Regions from separate parts of the Sus scrofa genome. Here region 1 is linked to region 2. Evidence: chromatin contacts called from public Hi-C data. All regions are on one chromosome and are shown on one strand. The core of a region is the stretch at or near the end of the contact, and the rest is flanking DNA. Distances in the headings are between cores, read along the strand shown.

Region 1 (3,604 bases), core at 564-3,063, 220 kb before region 2:
AGTAAGAAAGGAAATGCAAAATCTCATAAGGGGAAGGAGGCAAGAGAAGGGGATGTTACACAGATGGCTGAGATTGCATCTGTAAAGTTGTATGGTTTAAGTTCATTAAGGAGTACAGGGAGCTATTTATATACTTCTGAATTTTTCTTTTCTTTTGTTTTTTTTTTTTTTTTTTTGCTCCCACGGCATATGGAGGTTCCCAGGCTAGGGGGTGAATCGCAGCTGTAGCTGCCGGCCTACGCCAGAGCCACAGCAACGCGGGATCTGAGCCACGTCTGCAACCTACACCACAGCTCACGGCAACGCCGGATCCTTAACCCACTGCACAAAGCCAGGGATCAGACATGCATCCTCATGGATCCTAGTCAGGTTGTTAACCACTGAGCCACGAAGAGAACTCCCCAAATGAGTATTTTAAATGCTATCTATCCGAGGAAGACTTGCACCAGGTTCTGGTCACACACCCTGGAATTTCGTCTAATGGAAACAGATTCCCAAGCAGGAACAAAAAGCGGTGAACATTTCAGCAGACTCTTACCTTGTGCTGAAGTGGACACCTACCGCTTCCACTGTCATTTCACTGGGCAAAGAAAACCACGTGGCCACGTCTAACTGCAAAGGAAAATACAACCCTATCATGTTCCCTAAAGAGGGAGAACCGAATTTGCGCATGATCGTCACGTTCAGTCATCCACCCTGCCCTTCCAGGAAAACAATTTAAGAGTGTTCCAGCGATCTCGCATCTCTCTGTTTTAGTGGGTTTCGCAACCCTCTACAGATGTATGCATAAATGCAGGCATGGTCAGAAGTAGCGCGATGACCTCTCCAAGGTCACACAGCCGGGCCAAGGAACGAGTAACTGGACAGCTGAGCCCTCAGCCCTGTCCTTGTAACTGCCGAAAACCCCTGCCCTTGGGCTCTTGCCTTCAAAGGCGCATTTCCCAAACTTCACACAACCTGTGGATACTTGCTAATGAATCCCAGTACCACTAGTGTGGCAGTCGGTTCAGTATATTTTTGCAAAGGGACTTAAAAGTCCTTACATTTGTAACCTTTGCCTCACTGAGTTATCTCGAACCAGGGAGTAGGTGACCACAAAAACGTGTAGTGTGAACACAACAAAGGTTGTTCAATTCTGGTGTCAAGTGACCGCCAGAGCCTACTCATGGAGATTAAAAAGAGAAATTAGGGAGTTCCCGTCGTGGCGCAGTGGTTAGCGAATCCGACTAGGAACCATGAGGTTGCAGGTTCGGTCCCTGCCCTTGCTCAGTGGGTTAACGATCCGGCGTTGCCGTGAGCTGTGGTGTAGGTTGCAGACGCGGCTCGGATCCCGCGTTGCTGTGGCTCTGGCGTAGGCCTGTGGCTACAGCTCCGATTAGACCCCTGGCCTGGGAACCTCCATATGCCGTGGGAGCGGCCCAAGAAATAGCAAAAAGACCAAAAAAAAAAAAAAAAAAAAGAAATTAGAATTAGCTCACAGGAGAGTTCCCGTCGTGGCCTGGCACAAACGAACCCGACAAAATCAGGAGGGATCCGTGGTTCCGCTCAGGGGGTTAAGGATCCAGCGTTGCTGTGGCTGTGGTGCAGGCCGGCAGGTGCAGTTGCGATTCGATTCCTAGTCTGGGAACCTCTATACGCTGCGGGTTCGCCCTAAAAAGACACGTACACAAAAGAATTAGCTCAGAGCCACCCCAGCGCCCCACGCAGGCTGTCTCTTGGGGGCACTGACAGGCAATTAGGAAGAAATTCACCACTTTCTCCCTGGGGATGGAGAGAGCCAGCTCCCGGGAAGCCCCGCCCCTCCTCCAGGCCGCCTGCGCGGGGCCCCGACGCCAGCCTAGGCCCCACCCCCTCCGGATTGACCTCTGGCATTGGGGGCGGGGCCTGGGGACAAGATGGCTGCCGCGCGCCCGGAGTCGCCGAGTCTGAGCTCAGCGGGCCCGGAGCCGCGATCCCCGGAACCTCCGGACCTGGTGCGGGCGAGGAAGGGCCCCGGCGCGGGGGCTCTAGGCGGCAGGAGGTCGCAGGGGTGGGGGTGGGGCTTAGAGCTGGGCGGGGGAGGTATTTAGGGCTATGGCCCTGGGGGCGGGGCTTCTCGTGGGGGCGGTGTGAGGTTGGAGGGGCGTGGCCGGAGGAGGAGGGTGGGCGGGCCAAGTCAGAACTGGAGAGGGATCCACCCGAGCGAGGAGTCCGAGGGATTGAGTTTGTCTAATGAGGGGGCGGAGCCTTCAGAGGGCGGGACCTCATGAATTTTAGGGTTCCGGAACCTGGGTGGAAGGTTGGGAAGGTGACCCTGGAAGAGAAGGGTGTGGGGTTATGGTTGGGTCACCCACTTCGGGGTAGGGGGATGATTCTGCAAGAGTCTAAGTGCTACCCAAGAGAGGATTTGGGGGCAGAAGTGCCTGCTCCAGCTGCCTTTGGACCCCACTCAGGCTGAGAGCGTATCTGAGGACAGTCTTTCATTCAGCAGACATTTACTGTGCTCCCACTTGGGCTAGACAGATGGAGAGGTGAAGGCGGCAAATAAACTATCCTCTTGGAGCTTGCAGCCCAGAAGAGGAGAGAGACAATAAAGAAGTCTTATTGTGTTATGTTCGATAAAGAGTGAGCTGATAGAGCGGCGCGGAGGGGAGCTAAATTTAGTCGAGAGAGAAGTCAGCTGTGTGCCGGCTTATATTTACACTGGGGCCAGAGAGATAAGCGGGAGGCAGATCGTGATGGATATGAATTAAGGCTTTGGATTTTAAGTGCAGTGGGTGTCATGGGAGGGTTGCGAATGGGAAAATGACTTCCATCTGTTCCCGTTTTCAAAAGGTCATTAAGGCTGCTTTGGGAAAATGGGTTATGAGGGAGCCAGGCAGAGGACCAGAGGCAGTCAGAGGTTCAGGACACTTGGCAAAGAATGTTTGCCTTATGAAGTTCCCCAGTGGCCCGAGGATTCCACGTTGGTGCTGTGGCAGCTTGCGTTGCTGCTGTGGCACCTTGGGTCGCTGCTGTGGCACCTTGGGTCGCTGCTGTGGCACGGGTTCAATCCCTGGCCCAGGATCATAGGCCTGCTGCGAGGGAGGCCCCCTCAAAAAAAAAAAAAAAAAAAAAAAAGGTGCAGTGAGGTAATTGGCTTTTCACTGGGATGGAGGAGAGAGATGGCTGGATCTGTGGACCATTTCAGACGGGAGGGGAAGTCTTCAAAGGCACGTAACAGAATCCCGGGCCGGGGAAGCAGCGGAGAGCTGAATCTAGAAATCGAGGGATCCAGCATGCTACAAAAGGGAGGTGTTTTAATAATCAGGTGGGGAGGCCTTGAGGCAGAGGCCACAGGCTCCTCTGTTTCTTCTCCCCCTCACCCAGGTCCTGGTGCCTGATGATGGCCGCCCGGCCACCCCCCCGAGCGACCTCGTCGAGATCCAGGTGGTGAAGGTGACCGACACCACGCTGGTACCTGAGCCCCCAGAGCCAGGTTCTCTCCACTGTGCCTTGTGCCCAGCTGTCTTCCGGCTGGTCTCCGAGCTGCTGTTCCACGAACATGGCCACTTGGCGGGAGCTGAGGGCGGCGGGCAGGGTGGGGACCCGAGCCGGTGTCACGTCTGTGGCCGCAGCTGTCCAG
Region 2 (3,565 bases), core at 996-3,495:
CCCGCTCGGGGCTGAGGAGGACGGGGCCGCGGGGTGGCGGGGAAAGGGAAGGGGTCCCGACCCTCGGTCCGCCCTCTTCCAGGCCCCCTCACCTGACGTTCATCTTATGGGTGCGGAAGCCGAGGTAGGGGTCCAGGACGAGGCTGGTGGCAAGGTCGTCGTTCTCACACAGTTCCCTGGCGGTCACGCGGTCGGGCCCCATGGTGCCCCACGCACCATGCTGTCTCCGGCGGGGAGTGGAGAGGGCAGCGCAGGGGCAGGGACGGCGCCCTGGGCGCGTGCCTGCTCTGTGCCACTTGTACACTCTGCGCGACGCTGGCAAACCCTTCGGTCTCCTCATCTATAAAGAAGGGAGAAAAGCCATACTGACTTCACAGGGGCGACAGCGATGGTGAAACGCAACAAGTGCTTTTGACAGCAGGGAGGCCCCCAAGAAACGCCAGCCACCATCGTTAGTATCTGCACCTTCTCAGGCTCGGGAGCACAGACACAAACCCCCCAACCCCCTATGGACCCCCCCCTCCATGGGCACACGCAGATTCCCTGAGACCTCCATAGGCGTGCGCGCACGCGCACACACACACACACACACACACGCGTGTGCGCACGCATGTCCCTACTGGCCCGGGAAGGCTGATTAATTGGCAGATTGGGATAACCCTAAAGGCTTAGTCCTGCAGGAGGTGGGAGTCAGGGGGGACCCAGCTCCATCTCCAGCCCTCACCAAGGAAAACGCCAAGGCTTCCTGCCCTGCCAGAACTGCTTGTTCTTGCACCCACCCCCACTCTCTGCTGGCCTTGGCCTCCACCCCCCTCCCCAGTAGCCCTTGGGAGTCCTCAGAAGGCTCTGGGTGAAACCCCAGGCAGCCTGGGGGGGGGGGTGAGGCGAGGGAGAGCAAAGGAGGGATCCCAGCACCTGCTCCCTCTCCAAGGATTCCGGGGGAGGGAGGGGCGCAGAGGACAAAGCGGGGGAGGGGGAGAGAGAAGGAACAGTATGGAGAAGCAGAAGAGGCCCATAAAAAAGGAGGAGAAAGACAGGGATTAGCCAAAGGCAACAAAACAAGCCTCCTAACCCCACTGCAGAGGGCCTGCGGGGGGGGGGGCCCACACCATGGTGCCTCGGAATGGGGGGTGGAAGACAGACTGGGAGCTAGAGCGGCTGGGAAAGGGGGTCGAGAAGACACGAAGGCTGGGGATAAAGAGGGGGTGCCGCGGGTGGGCGCTGGGACAGAAAGGAGGCTACAGAGGGGCATGTGGGGAAAGAGAAAAATGGACACTGTGGGGTGGGAGCTGGGGCAGAGTGACGGGCCAGCGTGCCTGCAGGAGGGACAGAGGCCTGCGGGATAGCTTGGGGATCCAGGGAGGACCCCAGAAAAGCCAGCAGGGTGACAAGGGGGCCAACGAAAGCAGAGAAGAACCTGCAGCTCCGGGGAAGAGTCCTGAGCAGGTCGAGGGGGGCGGCTAGGGGGTCCAGTACAGGGCTTGGAAAAGCAAACAGGGATGGGGAAGTCCTAGGGAGCCGGGGAGGAGCGTAGAACGGCCTTGAGGAAAGAGCCTGGGCTCCAAGGAAGGGCCTGGGTAGGCGGTGAGAGTGCAGGGGAAGGGCCTGAGGTCCAGAGGGAAACTGGGGGAAGCAGACAGGGGCCTGCGCAAGACGGCGGTGGGGGGGCTCCAGCGGCCTGGGTAGGCGGTGAGAGTGCAGGGGAAGGGCCTGAGGACCAGAGGGCAACTGGGGAAGCAGACAGGCTCCTGGGGAAGACTGGGGGCTCCAGGGAAGGACTTGGCTAGGCGGTGAGAGTGCAGGGGAAAAGCCTCAAGTCCAGGAAGGGGAGGAAGAGTCAGCGCAGAGGGCGAGCTGAGGGTCCAGGGAAGGGCCTGGAGCGCGAGAGCGGGGCCGGGGGAAGGCCCGGGGCTGCGGAGAGGGCCCCGGGTGAAGAAGCACGGGGAAGGGGCTAGGCGCAGCGAGCACCCTGAGGCTCGCCGAAGGGCGGGGAGACGTGGGCGCCTGGACACGAGGAAGGGCCGGGTGGGGCGGGGACAGTCGGGGCTAGGGACGACCCGAAGCCAAGGCAGCGCGGGGCGGGGGCCGAGAAGGGGCTCAGAGGTCGGGCCCCGCGCCGCCCCTCACCCGCTTCTCCTCCTCCTCCTCCTCTGGCGCCCGCGCCGCCGATGCCACCACCTCCCACTGCCTCTTCCAGCTCTCGTCAGACACGGTCGCCGCGCCTCCAGTCGGCCCCGCCGGGCCTGCCCCGCCACGGCCACCGTGTCCTCCCATTGGCCAAGGTGGCCGCCACTCTTCAGTTGCTACGAAGCTCGCGCCACTCCTATTGGCCAAGATCCGCTCTGGCCCTCCCCGCCCGCCCCCGGCAGTGCCCCTACAAAACCCCGCCACGCCCGCCTTGCCGTCAAGCGCCGCCAACTGCGTCCAGTGGACGCCACTGCTGTCCTTCATCTGCTACCATGGAGACGTATCCCCGCCCACAACCCGAAATCGACGCCCTCATTGGGCAAAAGCGCCGTCCCTCCCGGCAAAACTCCGGTTTGGGTCGGGTTATTCGGGTCCTAGGGGAAAGAGGGCGGGTTCCGCCGGCTTCAGAGCCCGCGTGTGATTGGCCGGCCTTGGAACGACTCGTCCTTCCATTGGTTCAGGTCTCCGCCCGTCACCTTAGAGTCGCGACCTGCCTATTCTCTTTCTCTGGTGAAGCCTTTCGCCACCGGAGGGAGAAAGCAGGGGCAGGCGGGAGGGGGGTGAATGCGCGCGCACCTCCGTCGCCACGCCGGGAGAGGACCCTGGTTGCCAAGGCGACAAAACTTTATTGACAGCCCTGCCGGATACAAAGGACTCTTCAATCTCTCTTCCTCCCTTTTGGACCCCAAATACCCTGTTTAATTTTGAGTATCCACATTAACACTCTGTGAGTGAACAGGTCAGAAAGAGGGCGATGGAGAGGTGGGGGTTTTGGAGGAAGCCCTGGCTCGTGGGGCGCTCCCATGGGGCACCCCCCTCCCCTAATTGGAATCACCCCCCTGCAGCAACCCTAGAGGCAAACATAATTAGCAATGCATCATAATTAAGCCCGGAATAATAAGTTCCACAGTTGGATCAGAAGGTCTTTGTTTTGCTGACTGCCATATATCCTGTGCGTTTGGAACAATGTGGGGCGCAGAGTAGGTACTTCGTGTATTTGTCCTGGAGTCAATCAATGTATGACGCTGGTTTCTGCGTCCCTTCGCTGTGTGACGTTGGAGAAATGGTTTGCCCTCTCTGGGCCTCAGGCTCACATCTATAAAACAAGAACCACACTGGTCCCTCTTTGAAGCGTCCAACTTAACACTCTCCTAAGTGTCCTTCATCCGTTCGTCCAGGCTCCCACCCTCTGTTCTTACTATTCCTTCTGCAACTGGGACGACTCCTGGAACTGAGACACCCCTAACCCAGACACCCCCTCCCATAAGGATGGCTACAGCTCCGGAGGAGAGAAGAAGCCTCACCCAGAGCAGGGGAGCCAGCAAGCTGAAAGGACCCTATAAAAAGCTCGGCTCTTCGGGAAAGTTCTATGTACCAG

What was found. Hi-C and Micro-C count contacts between places; a contact is called where the count stands out from the background.
Region 1: a contact with region 2 is called in a Hi-C map of liver, with 1.8 times the contacts expected there. The contact joins the promoter of ZNF581 here to the promoter of KMT5C in region 2. A contact is called at or near these places in 2 of 47 Hi-C or Micro-C datasets (both in liver).

What each region holds. Positions count from the first base shown.
Region 1 is chr6:59,739,621-59,743,224 of Sscrofa11.1, reverse strand. ZNF581 (zinc finger protein 581) reads right to left here and starts at 1,813. Exons shown (of 5, transcript XM_021095062.1): 1 at 1,730-1,813; 2 at 539-612. ZNF784 (zinc finger protein 784) reads left to right here and starts at 1,860. Exons shown (of 2, transcript XM_003356071.4): 1 at 1,860-1,973; 2 at 3,349-3,604. The coding sequence starts at 1,896.
Region 2 is chr6:59,515,738-59,519,302 of Sscrofa11.1, reverse strand. KMT5C (histone-lysine N-methyltransferase KMT5C) reads right to left here and starts at 2,245. Exons shown (of 9, transcript XM_021095006.1): 1 at 2,128-2,245; 2 at 93-340. The coding sequence starts at 340.